Linked DNA regions of Danio rerio: region 1 is linked to region 2. Evidence: chromatin contacts called from public HiCAR-type data. All regions are on one chromosome and are shown on one strand. The core of a region is the stretch at or near the end of the contact, and the rest is flanking DNA. Distances in the headings are between cores, read along the strand shown. Region 1 overlaps txnrd2.2 (thioredoxin reductase 2, tandem duplicate 2). Region 2 has its middle 210 kb from the start of tbx1.

Region 1 (6,807 bases), core at 4,109-6,608, 330 kb after region 2:
AAAAAAAATCACAAGAACCAAAATCTGCATATACTTGAATGATTTTGCAAGGATCACAATATTTTGGCAATGGTTAAAAATACGTTTGAGGGTCAAAAGTATCGTTTTTTTCTTTTAAGCCAAAAGTCATTATAGTATTAAGCAAAGATCATGTTCCAAGAAGATATTTAGTAAATGTCGCACTGTAAATCAATGTTAGTAATTAGTAATGTACACTGCTATAAACTTAATTTAAAAAAATTTAATCCCAGTTGCTTTGCACATATACTGTCTTGTGGATATGATTATACGCGGTATTATGGAGTCATGTTAATACGCAGCTGTCAATCAATTCGGTGGCGAGGAAAATGCCACATCACGTTGCAGTGGGCCTCAGAATTGCAGGAATTTGGGTCTTATTTTAACGTCAGGAATTAAAAAAAAAAAAATAATATATATATATATATATATATATATATATATATATATATATATATATATATATATATACACACACACACACATACATATACATATACATCATATTGGGGTGGTAGAAAGACTTGTTGACACACCATACCTACACACAGTTCTGCCGAAAAAAGCTTACAAAAGTTTTCATCCCAGGAGCCCTTTAAAAGCAATATTCTCAATATTTAGATTTTTTTTTTTTTAACTCTCAGTTTCCAGATTATCTTAAGTCATTTCTTGGAGAAAAATAGTGTCATATGCTAACAAACACATCAATAGAAAGTGAATTTATTTATCCTACAGGTGACATATGACTAAAAACCTAATACTGACCGGTTTTGTGTCACGTGTAACAGTTTTTGGGAGTAATGGCTGCTGAAAATACAGATTGAGAGGTAAGCGTCACTAGTAATTAAAAACATTTTAACATTATTATATTAAATGTGGCAGCATGGTGGCGCAGTGGGTGGCACAATCGTTTCACAGCAAGAAGGTTGCTAGTTCGAACCCCGATAGGGTCAGTTGGGATTTCTGTGAAGAGTTTGCAAGTTTGCCCTGTGTTGGTGCGCGTTTCCTCCGGTTGTTCCGGTTTCCCCCACAAGTCCAAAAACATGTGGTATAGGTGAATTGGGTAAGCTGAAATTGTCTGTAGTGTAAAATGTAGGGTTCCACACAATTCATTCATGTTGTTAACACTTTACAAATTTACATGGACTGAACATAAAAAATAGATTGTCCCAATGAAATCTGAAAAATTATGTTGTTTCAGCTCATTTTAATTTGGTAGTTTGAACAAGTTAAATATATTTGTGTGTATGTGCGTGAATGAGAGTCTATGAATGTTTCCCAGTGATGGGTTGCAGCTGGAAGGGCATCCGCTGCGTAAAACATATGCTGGATAAGTTGGCAGTTCATTCCGCTGTGGCGACCCCAGATTATTAAAGGGACTAAGCCGAAAAGAAAATGAATGAATGTATTAAATGTAGTAAAAAACAAAGTTTCTTGTGATTACTTAACAGGAGGTAAGTAAGTAAAATGTATTTATATAAAGTAGCAAATTAAACAAGCTATCCAAAGTGCTCAGAGTAAAAAAAAAAAAATTAAAACAAGACGGACAAGATGAATGACAAAATACCAAAGAGAACACAATGAAAATGATAAAGAGACAATTAAAAAGCTAAGTTTTCAAACTTGATTTAAAAATGAGTAATTAAATGTCTTGCCTTGCCTAATAAAATGTGCAAAGCGGCAAGACTGGTTTCATAGATGAGGGGCAGGCACCAGAAATAGCTTTGTCACCCTTAGATTTTAAACGGTGCACCATAAAATACCAAGTGGTTTGATTTATGCATCAACAGAAGCAGCACTGACTATATTGCATCTGATTTGTAATACTTAAACCTATATTTAAAGAAAATATTGTTTAAAATACCTTTATATAGCATTGAGTGGCATCTCTCTCAGCCACAGTGAACTCCAGCGGTTTGTAGAAAGCATGGTACACCTGTTAAACCAGACAACACAAGAAAACTATGATGCGCCAACGCTGATGACATTTCCTGAATCATCAAGCACTTGAGCTCGTCATTTCAGGACAAGTGCTGCTACTGTTATGGTTTGCATCTGTGTTTTGGTCTTAAACATTTTTGGGGTGCTGAAATCATGCATATTGAAGATGTTGAAGAGCGAATGTTCTAGCGTGCCAACACACGCCGCTCACAGCTGTCAGAGCCAATGAGATGCAGCGTTTCTGATCATCTCTCATCAACCTCTAGAAGCATCAGTCAGCCCTCCTGCGCACATGTCAATCAAACTAGAGGCACGCCCCTCTGTGAATGCTTAAGGCTTTAGAGCAATGCAGGTGTGTGAGGACTCAGTACATACACACGCACACACATATACACGTATACTGTAAGATATTTACAACAGCACACACAAATGCACAAATACTTATTATTAGACATCAAAGTTTTTCAGGTTTGCAATTTTCTTAGAAATAAATTACAGCATTCATCATCCTGATGATTCATGATGCTGAGAATTCAGATAATGAAATATATTGCTTGCTGTAATACTTGTTTACTGTGATTATTAATATTGTATTTATGATCATTCTGCAGTTTATAACTTCAAATTGCTGTATTACCTCAATCTGGTCTTTTCCATGTCTCCTTTCTGCCTCTTCTTCAGACAGACCTACACAGCCATATTCTAGTGGTGTGAACACTGTAGTAGCTACCTACACACACATACAAACATACGCAAACACACACCAAGAGAGAGAGAGAGAGAGAGAAGATGCACAAGCATACTAATTAACACATACTTTAAGCAAGTGTTTAAAAGAACTATTATGTGAGTTTGTGTGTTTAGCTTATTTCAATTAGTTATACAGGAAAACGCAGAACTTAAGATGTTTTGCCAAATTTATCCATAGCGCTAATTTGTATCTGCAGCCTCTGGGCAGGGTGTCGTCGCAAAATTTACAATATTGAGTTACTAATAATACAATACCCACATAAAATAATATATCACATCATAGTCAATCAAATAAAATAAAAAATTATATTAAAAATTGAAAAATCAATGATTAATTTTTTACATTTTACTTGAGCCAAACTTAAGTCTTTTTAAAAATGTTAAATGTGGTACTTTCTAACTTGCGTATATGTCTGGGACACATTTACAAGTTTCTTTAACAATGAATTTCATTGTGTGTTTTTGTTTTATTTATTTTGTGTGTGTGTGTGTGTGTGTACAGGTGAATGTTTAAACAACTAAAATTATTTCTAGATTTACATAAAGAAAAATTGTGCATAAGAAAGACTTTTTGGGGGGAAATAAATGTAATGTCTTATTATAATGTTTCAGTGTAATGTGTAATGTTTGTGAATATAACAAAAAATCTGCCAGCAACATTTGTGCTACAGTATGACATCAAGGCCTGTTTTTTTTTTTTTTTTTCAATAAAACAGAATTGAACATAATAAAATCTAATAATATCATCAATCTACTGCACTTCAGTGCAATTCTTCAGATTTAAAGTTAGTGTTGCTTTAATTCATCTACAGAGTTCACCAAACTTGAACTTTGCTTTAGAACACAGTAACAAAGCAATTTCTGTCTCCTGCAATAGCATGCATATGTACACAAGTCAACAGAACAACAAAAAAAAGTTCAGTGTACTGTGACTGGCCATTAAATGTTCATAAAAACAGACCACACAAAACCTAATTTCTATTTTTTAATTTAGATTTTTAGGGTGTCATATGTTTTTGACAGGTGTTATGTGATTTGTGATACACCCCAAAATATGAATCAAAAAGGAAAGAGAATGACAGCATATGTGTGCAAGGATAATCTCACATTCTCATAATTCATGAGCTCAGTGGAACGACCAGCCAGTCTGTGGGCCAGGAGTTTTCCAGCCTTAATGGCGGTGGGGGTCAACTCAGGACGACCCTGAAACAGAGCATAAGTAAACACCAGTTTTATTTCAATTACTAAACCTTAAGTAAAAGCTAAAAAGAAATGTCAATCAATCAATGAATCAATCAATCAATAATAAAAAGATCACATGAAAAATACACAATTTTAAATGAAAACTACAAAAGTAAATTATTATTGAATGGTTTATTAATTATTTTAGGGTGAAACGTAAATTATTACTATAGTAGACTCAATCTATAGTAGACTCAATTACTAAACCTTAAACAAAAGCTAAAGAAAAATAATCAATCAATATGACAAAACCATGTAAAGTGCTCCATTTTAAATGAAAACTACAAAAATAAAAAGGCAAACTATTAATGAATGATTTATTAACTATGTTAAGGTGAAACATCTATTAATACTATAATAGACTCAATTACTAAACCGTAAACAAAAGCTAAAGAGAAATATCAATATATCAATCAACCAACCAATCAATTAATCAATCAATCAACCAATCAATCAATAAGACAAAATCATGTAAAAAACACAATTTTAATTTTGATTTGGCATATCAGTGACAATTGTTTGTTTAGCTATAATTTTGTATCTTTCTCGTGATTTGTATTGTGCAGCACCTTGGTCAACCTTTGGTTGTGTTTAATAGTGCTATATAAATAAAATAAATGAATAAAAACTACAAAAATAAAGGTAAATTATTAATTAAAGATGTATTATTTCAAGGTAAAGTATCAAATAATACTTTAATTGACTGATTAATACTATAATACACTCAATTACTAAACCTTAAATGAAATCTAAAGAGTATTATCAATCAATCAATCAATCAATCAATCAATCAATCAAAAAGACAAAATCAATTCTGATGTAAACTATAAAAATAAAAATAAAGGCAAATTATTAATGAATGATTTATTAATTATTTTAAGGTGCAACATTAATTAATACTATAATAGACTGATTAATACTATAATATACTATATTTATGACTGTTCTGTCTAATTCTCGAATCTGAGTAAGTAATATGAGAACTCGTACAGCCTCTTCACCCCTATGTATTACTCCACCCTTACGCCCATTGGATCGGGTTTTGGTATTGGTAGATACTTAAACTCAGTCTCAAGGTCAAATAAACCTGATTGGGACATCCCTAGTAAAAATACCCTAAAAATAACACTTGCATGGATAATCAACAGAAAATCCAGTCTAAAATGAAGCACGCAAATCAGACAGTGCCCAACAACGCAACTGAAAAACAAATATTCTTTTTTTAGTTATACATTGCCTTGTTGTTAACTGTGCGTCTGTGTGCGATTAGCCCGATCAGACATTTCAAAGATTAGCATCATCTTAACATTACACAGTTGTCAATCACGATGATGATTACACAGCACAGAGGTGGACGGCTGCCAGTCAGCGCTGTGGAAAACATGCCTACAGTAACAACACAGGAACATGCAGCACCATGGGGCAAATTCTAATTCACTGACTAATGGCATCAGCAACAAGTCTGATAACTTCTGCACATCCTGCTGTCCAAGAAACCGCCTCGGGTGTGAAAAGAGAAAATGTGTGTGTGTGTGTGTGTGTGTGTGTACACCACCCAGAAAGCTATATAGTAAATGCATTTCTTGTCAGTATCCAGGTGCAGCTCAGCAACTCGCTTTCTTTTATTAAAAAAAAAAAAAGAAAGAAAGAAAATTGACACACTTTGAGAGTAAAAGGCGCTTATTCTGACTAGTTTTGTGGCAGTGTGTGAGTGTGTGTGCCAATGATCACACAGCTGCTGTGGATGACGGACGGCTATGATATTTGATCCCGGCTGCCAGTTGTGTTGGGGATGTTACAAGGCAACAACCTTCCAGGAGAGCGACTGAACTGACAGATATAAATATGCTGTGGATGTGTTGCTTTCCAGCTGTGCCGCCTTTTTGCAGTTTGATCAAGGCTTGGGGGGGGGGGGGGGGGGTATATTCCAGGAGCAGATTTTACAAGGCCCTATAAAGGTGGGGGATTTAGATAAAAAAAAAATCTAATGTTTTGTTGTTGTTGTTTTTGTTTACAAAATAATAATGTCAAATGCATACATTTAGCTTTTTAAATCACATTTTTTGTCCAGGTTATAGTTCAAATATCTAAAAAGTCTTAAATCAAGAAGCATTTTCTAGACAAGCAAAACATAGAAGTTTCAGAAGTAATAGGTCAAAATTAATGAGTTTTTCCTTAAAAAAAAAAAAAAAAAATTATATATGTACAAATATATAAACACACACACACACACACACACACACACACACACACACACACACACACACACACACACACACATATATATATATATATATATATATACACACACACACACACATACATATACATATATATATATATATATATATATATATATATATATATATATACATATATATATATATATATATATATATATATATATATATATATATATATATATACACACACACATATATATATATATATATATATATATATATATATATATATATATATATATATATATATATATATATATATATATATATGCAGTTGAAGTATATATACAGTCGAAGTAAGAATTATTAGTGGTGGACAGTAGCAGATAGCGAAATAAGACACAAATTCAAAGTTCCACATGAGGTTATTAATAAGCAAGTAATATAAATATTACAAACGTAAACATAAGGTAAGCAGGTTACATTTTAACCCCAAGTCCTAACAACACGCTACATGAGGAGATATGCAGTGATACGTAATTTGGCTGTTTGAACCAGAAGAAACATGATCGAAAATTAAATACAGCCATTCAGAAGCACAGAATATATGAGCACTTCCTGCACTCCAACAAAATGGTAAGGTTTATAATCTAATACATATTAAACCTCTTTA
Region 2 (6,774 bases), core at 1,570-4,069:
GTACTTACAGACAAATAATCATTTGTTACAATGTACATATTGTGTAAACACATGTTTTTACATTGTACGTATTTAAATACCTGCACTGAAAAAATGATTCATTGGATTTATTTATTTATTTTTTAAAGGTAAGTGGTTGCAAACTACACGGGGAGAACATGCAAACTCCACACAGAAAGGCCAACTGACCCAGCAGGGCCTTGAACCAGCGAGCTTCTTGCTGACAGGCAATCACGCTACCCACTGCGGCACCGATACGCCCAAGTTGAACATTACCCAACTTAATTTGTTTGTTTAAATTTAGCCCATACAAATTGTTTGCACCAAATCTGTTCTTAACCTTACCCATATCACACTTCTGTAGCCCCAGAATATCAAATTTATATCAAAACCAAAGGCCAGTTACTTTAAAAGTCACTCTTTCAGTTTGCTCTGGGTGCACCTTTTTTGCTCAGATACTGTGCACATCATGTACTGCAGCATCTAGGTGGACAGCAGAAATATTTGATCATCCGCATTCAACAGAACAAGCAGGCGCAAACTGACGTTTGGTTCATTTATCCAGGTGCCTGAAGACCAGCAGATAAACATCTCACCCAAAGCAAGAATAACACAACGTCCCATTGAGGCTGAGTAATTACCTGTTCTCCCTCCCAATGTCACTGATGAATCACCTGTGATAATGATCTCGCACCACCAACCAGCAATGAGACCAACTCTGTCTGTCACACTGCAAACGCAACAAAGATTCCATTTACTTCCAATAACTGAGCACCAGAAGGGGATTACAGAATAATATTGGCATATGCAATTGAGAAAAATCCTGCAACCCCAATCCAAAAAAAAAAGTTGTTTTGTTTTAAATGAAATAAAAATGAGAATATGTGATTAATTAGATCTCTTTAAACATTATTTAATTTACAAAAGTACAAAGTTAATATTTAAAAAAAAATTTTGCTATTGCTAATTAACTTTGCTATCAATTACAATGAATAATTGTTTGGAAATACACAAAAATATGTGATTTATCAGTTATTTTTTTAACCTTAAATTTACAAAGGTACATAAAATTAAAAATAAATAAAATGAATCCAAAAAGGTAAAAAAAATAATAATAATAATAATAATATAAAATAAATCATTGATTGACAAAAACAAGAAAATATATTTTTAAAAAAATCCTGATCCTTGATTAACTTTGCTATCAATAATGATGTATAATTGTTTGGGATTTGATTTTTTTAATTAAATAAAAACAAGAAATTGGCTTTATTAGTTCTCTTTAAACTTTAAATGATTTACAAAGGTAAGAAGAAAAATACTGATACTATTAAACTTTGCTATCAATCACAATTTTAAATTGTTTGTTTGTTTTTTTATATATAAAAACAAAAGATACATGATTTAATTGTTCGTTTTAACCTTTATTTATGTTCCAAAAGTACAAAGAAAATAACTTCAGTTTTTCCTGATACCAGGTTAACTTTGCTATCAATAACAATGTATAACTGTTTGGAATTGTATTTATTAAATGACATAAAAGCAAGAATATGTGATTTATTAGATGACTTTAACCTTTAAATAATTTACAAAGGTAGTATCAAAAAAATACTGATCTCGATTAACTTTGCTATATCAATTATGAGTTTAGATTGTTTGGGAATTGTTTTTTTTTTTTATAAAATAAAAACAAAAATATGTGATTTGTTTGTTTGTAACCTTTAAAGTATGAAGAAAATATTTACCATTTTCCTTATCTTTTGTTAACTTTGATTAATAACAATGTATAATTGTTTGGGATTTTAAATTTTAAATGAAATAAAAACAAGAATATGTGATCTATTAGTTCTCTTTTAACATTTATTTAATTGACAAAAGTACAACCAGAAAATAATTATCTGTCCTGATCCTTGATTAACTTTGATATCAATTACAACTATTTGAGGTTTTTTTTATCAAAATTATCCAAGCAAAATTGTTGCCCAATAATGCATGATACAAGATTTCACCATGATCCTTTCCATGATTAGTTCTACACTTACATCAATAAAAGACAAATCTTAACTACAGGCCAGTCAAGCAAACTCACTCGGTTACTACAAAACCACTGAAGCCATGAAAACCTCACCTATTACCAGTCCTACATACTTTCAAAGCTTTAAAACTGTATATTCTACTGTATAACCTTTTTACTTCTATTTTGCTTCTGGTTTAACATTTTTTGCAGTGGGTTGCAGCCATTAAACTTTTTATATATTATTACATACATTTACTTAAAAAAAATGCTATAGAAAAAATTGACAAATAAAACATGTTTAAGAGAATTAACAAAACACATATTCTTCATTTAATTTTTTCAGATTCCGGGTCATATTTTTGTGGAGATAGCATACATATGGAATGTGCACCCCAGTTGAAAGACGCTGTCACTTGCCTTTGTTGCATTGCTGTTTGTTGTGCTTAGACACACAATCAGAACGCAACTCAGATGTTGAGTAAAGCAGGTATCTTGTTGCTACAAAAGCACTAATGGTTAGATGTGGCTTAAGGCTAACAATGCTAACCTCGTCCTCACCTCCCCTGCACATTTGAACAGGATACAAGATAGCTTGTGTGAAGGGGATATGTATGAAAACTCAATTTATCACAAATTCTGCCAGAATGATGCATTTGTGCCCTGTGGCAACAAGCTAATCTGATACGCTGACCAGAGGCTAGTTTACAGAGCAGGAGCTAATGCTCAGCATGTAGAACACTGTGATTTCCACAACAAAACATAAATCTGTCTACTGGCGCGCTTTGTAAGGAGCAAATGAGTCACTTCCTTGTATCTGGCACAGGTAGTGAACAGGCAAGTTGTGTTTCTTTGGAAAACGTTGCCAAGCTAATGACTAGCAATTTAGAAATAAGTTACTGCTACTATTTAATTGCATCGTTCCAGGTAAATAATTGTGTCGAATGCCAGCATGTGCTTGCATAGACTTGAATGAAAGAAGTTTAGTCGCATTTTAGACTTACAACACATCATATTGAACACATTAGCCAATCATGCTAACGTAAATACTGAAGACAACATATAGGAGCCTGCTGCTCTTTTGAAGCCAGCCTCGTTTATCTTAACAGAATGTGACAGCAGTCATTGTACAATAATAAATAGCACCACCTGATACTGTAAAGTGTCTTTGAACATATAGAATGTTACACAGAAGAAAAAGGAATAGGATGAACAGATAGCTTTCCTCTTGTTACCTACGGCTCTCTTACAGTCTCATCTCTTGGTCCTTTATGTCCAAGCATGTTCTGTACAAAAGAGAGATGTTCATGACTTCTTGCCCCGAACACGATCTTAGAGAGTAGTGTTTCAAGACATATGTAACAAGGGTTAGCAGATGAACAGGAACCTTTAGGGTTTAGGTTTATATATATATATATATATATATATATATATATATATATATATATATATATATATATATATATATATATATATATATATATATAAAATGATAATGCACAGATAAGTGTGCTTTAGGGTTGCCCATTTAACTTCTAATTTGATGTTGATTGATTATATGTGAACCTGGATCACAAACTAATCATAAGTGTATAATTTCTGAAATTGATATTTATAAAAATGAGAAATGAATAAACAATCTTCCCACTAATTTACAGTATGGTTTCAGTGTTTCCTCCAGGATTTTTTCCAGCTGTGGCGGCAGACTCTGTTTGCCATTTTACACAGATCTACCACTACATGTGGCGTAATTTCATTGACAAATGTCATGGGTGCAGTATTGAGTCGAGATCGCATTCATGTAAGAGCCTATGAGCATGTCAATCTCTGCTTGAGCATCGATTTCTGTTTGTGCACAAAACGTCTTGCGCGCCCTCAAATATACGCTGCTCAAGTGCAGATTTTCTTGCGCTCTCAAATAAACGCGGCTGAAGTGTGATTTAGTGCATTTATGTAGCGAGTATGTCACCAACATTTATTTGATTTGCTAGGAATATTTATGAATGTCTCCGATAGACTTGCAGAGCGGACCGCGGCATTAATGCATCCTGAAGTAAAGTGAAACGGCTATAAACTCCAGCAAAATAAAGTCATTATATGGAGAGCCACAGACCTTTATCTATAAATAAAGTATAATTATGGAAACTGTGTTCATCATATCTAAAAGCTACGTCTTGTTTGCTGGTCTCACGCATCACGCACCTGTCAGTCAGTCAGCACGTCACCTTAAAGGGTTAAACAGAACGCACAGCACTACTATGGTCACAGAAAAGTTTGCGCTGTTATTATTCACTTACTTTTTCATACGTTTTCGGTGTGATTTTAACCCACTATATTTAAAAAACGACCGAATATTTTGAATAAGAAGCTGTAATATAGCCGCGGTGGGATGAATTTTGGTGTGGCGCCCTGCCACGGAAGAATGAATGTAGCGGAAACCATGGGTTTGTTAGGATAGGACAATATTTGGCAAAGACACAACTATTAGAAAATCTAGAATCTAAGAATTCAAATAAATCTAAACACTGAGAAAGTCACCTAAAAAGCTGTCAAGATTTCATATATTTACAGTAATAAACTGACTACATATATTTATGGAATATGATCTTTACTTAATATTGTAATGATTTTTCAGCATAAAAGAAAATTTTTGACCAATACTATGTATTTTGGCTATTGATTTTAATTGATTTTGTGGTCAGGTGTCAAATATATGAATAAATAAAACAAACAAACAAATATAGTTAATGTGTTGTGTTGGTGGGCGGATGGACGGATGGATGGATGAATGGATGGAGATTTGATTTGAATGGATGGATGGATATTTGAATGGAATGGATAGATATTTGATTTGGATGGATAATTGATTTGAATGGATGGACGGATGGATATTTGATTTGGATGGACGCATGGATATTTTGGACGGATGGATATTTAGGACGAATGGACATATGGATGGATGGATGGAGGAATGGATAATTTGATTTATTTGATTTGGATGGATGGATGGATGGAAGGATGGATGGATGGATGGATGGATGGATGATTTAACTTGGAATGAATGGATGGATATTTGATTTAATGGATGGATTTATGGATATTTGATTTGGATGAATAGATAGATGGATGTTTGATCTGGATGGATGGATGGATGGATGGATGGATGGATGGATGAATGGATGAATGGATGGATGCATGGATATTTGGGACAGATGGATATTTGGGACGAATGGACAGATGGATGGATGGATGGTTTGGGTGAATGAGTGGATGGATGGATGGATGGATATTTGATGTGGACAGATGGATAGATATTTGATATAGGTGGATGGATAGCTATTTGGGATGGATAAATGGATGAATGGATGGACTTGAGATGGAAGGATGGATGGATGGATGATTTGATTTGGATGGATGATTTAATTTGGGATGAATAGATGGATGGATGAGAGATGGATGGATATATGGATGGCTATTTGATATGTTTGCATGGATAGATGACGGTAAGATATATGGATCAAAAAGGGTTGCATTGACTGACAAATAGCAATGCCTGGTTACTTGTCTTTTGGTCTGGCTGCGTTCTCTGGTCTGGTCCAGTCTGCATGGCACAGTGTGTTTATATGGACTTCATGGATAGAGACGTTCGACCCCCAGCAACAACAGCTGCCAACTCCAACCAAGAGACAGAGAGAGCAGACAGGAGAAAATAAGCAAAGAAAGCAAATCTGAGAAACCCATACATTGCTGCTTCCTGCTCTCTGTGTCTTAAAAACACACACACACACACACACACACACACACACACACACACACACACACACACACACACACACACACACAGAGAGAGAAAGAGAGAGAGAGAGAGAGAGAGAGAGAACAGGAGAAAGGCTTCCCACCATCAAAATGCAGGATTCAACCTCAAGGGACACACCGCACTGGATGTACACAAAACTTTATATGGCGTCCGTCTCCGCTGACTGAGAATTCACAGGAGGCCTTTAATTTCCTATGTAAACCATTGGGGTTTGTTTTTGGGGTTTGCATTCATGTCTTTTGGGTAAAATGACTGAATCACAGCCTGCAAATTTGCATGGCTCTACACATAAACCACAACCAGCTCAATATAAAGCTTTAAGCCTTGTACAGACATTCTGGCACATGGCAACAGAGATTTCTGTTCCCATCTCAAAGTATTTTGTACCGCTTTGGGCTTAACAAGTTTTAGCTCAGTGTTTCACAGTGGTAAAATCCTGCTGAAGGTTTGCTGAAAAGCAATGTTATGGTGAATAAATGACAACAGAATACATTTTATACTAACAGTCAGTAGCTAAGTTTCCATTTAAAGACGCAAATTAATTTTTGCGCAAAACTGGAATACCGCATAAAAGACGTGAAAATAAAGCAGCATTTCTATTCGATGAGTCAAAGACAACAAAATCGTCTCTTTCTGATTAACTGGCACCATAAATCAACAGTAAAAATGTAATTTGCTGTGGTAGGAGAAGCTGCATGAATCTTTTCTTTATTTTTTAAATGACCTACACCTCAGAAGACAAATGCTGACATGCAATGAACCTGGGGTGGCGCTTGAAGATGTGGATGTGGAGCACAGACGCTCCCGACAGTTCTGGAGGTCTTTAATAACATAATAACACCAATACTGACATGCAAGGCACTTTAGAACGACCAAAACAACATTTCAGATGTTTTACAATGTGCTCAGCCTGATGGTTTGTCCATTCACACACATTTTTATC

The links. HiCAR-type assays count read pairs that join an accessible place to other places.
Region 1: a contact with region 2 is called in a HiCAR-type map of caudal fin, with 4 times the contacts expected there. The contact joins two enhancer-like sites.

What each region holds. Positions count from the first base shown.
Region 1 is chr5:16,047,468-16,054,274 of GRCz12tu, forward strand. txnrd2.2 (thioredoxin reductase 2, tandem duplicate 2) reads right to left here. Exons shown (of 17, transcript NM_001353396.1): 13 at 3,817-3,912; 14 at 2,597-2,689; 15 at 1,883-1,954. It also overlaps a transcript of srrm4 not described here. Among named protein-coding and RNA genes, the nearest start is that of gnb1l, 31 kb to the left of the region's middle. Within about 2 kb of position 5,359, at least 5 of the 62 cell types and tissues checked have an H3K27ac peak or open chromatin away from gene starts, as enhancers often do. A contact at or near this core is called in caudal fin, where this site is marked.
Region 2 is chr5:15,724,737-15,731,510 of GRCz12tu, forward strand. It overlaps a transcript of sema4c not described here. Among named protein-coding and RNA genes, the nearest start is that of tbx1, 210 kb to the right of the region's middle. Within about 2 kb of position 2,820, at least 2 of the 62 cell types and tissues checked have an H3K27ac peak or open chromatin away from gene starts, as enhancers often do. A contact at or near this core is called in caudal fin, where this site is marked.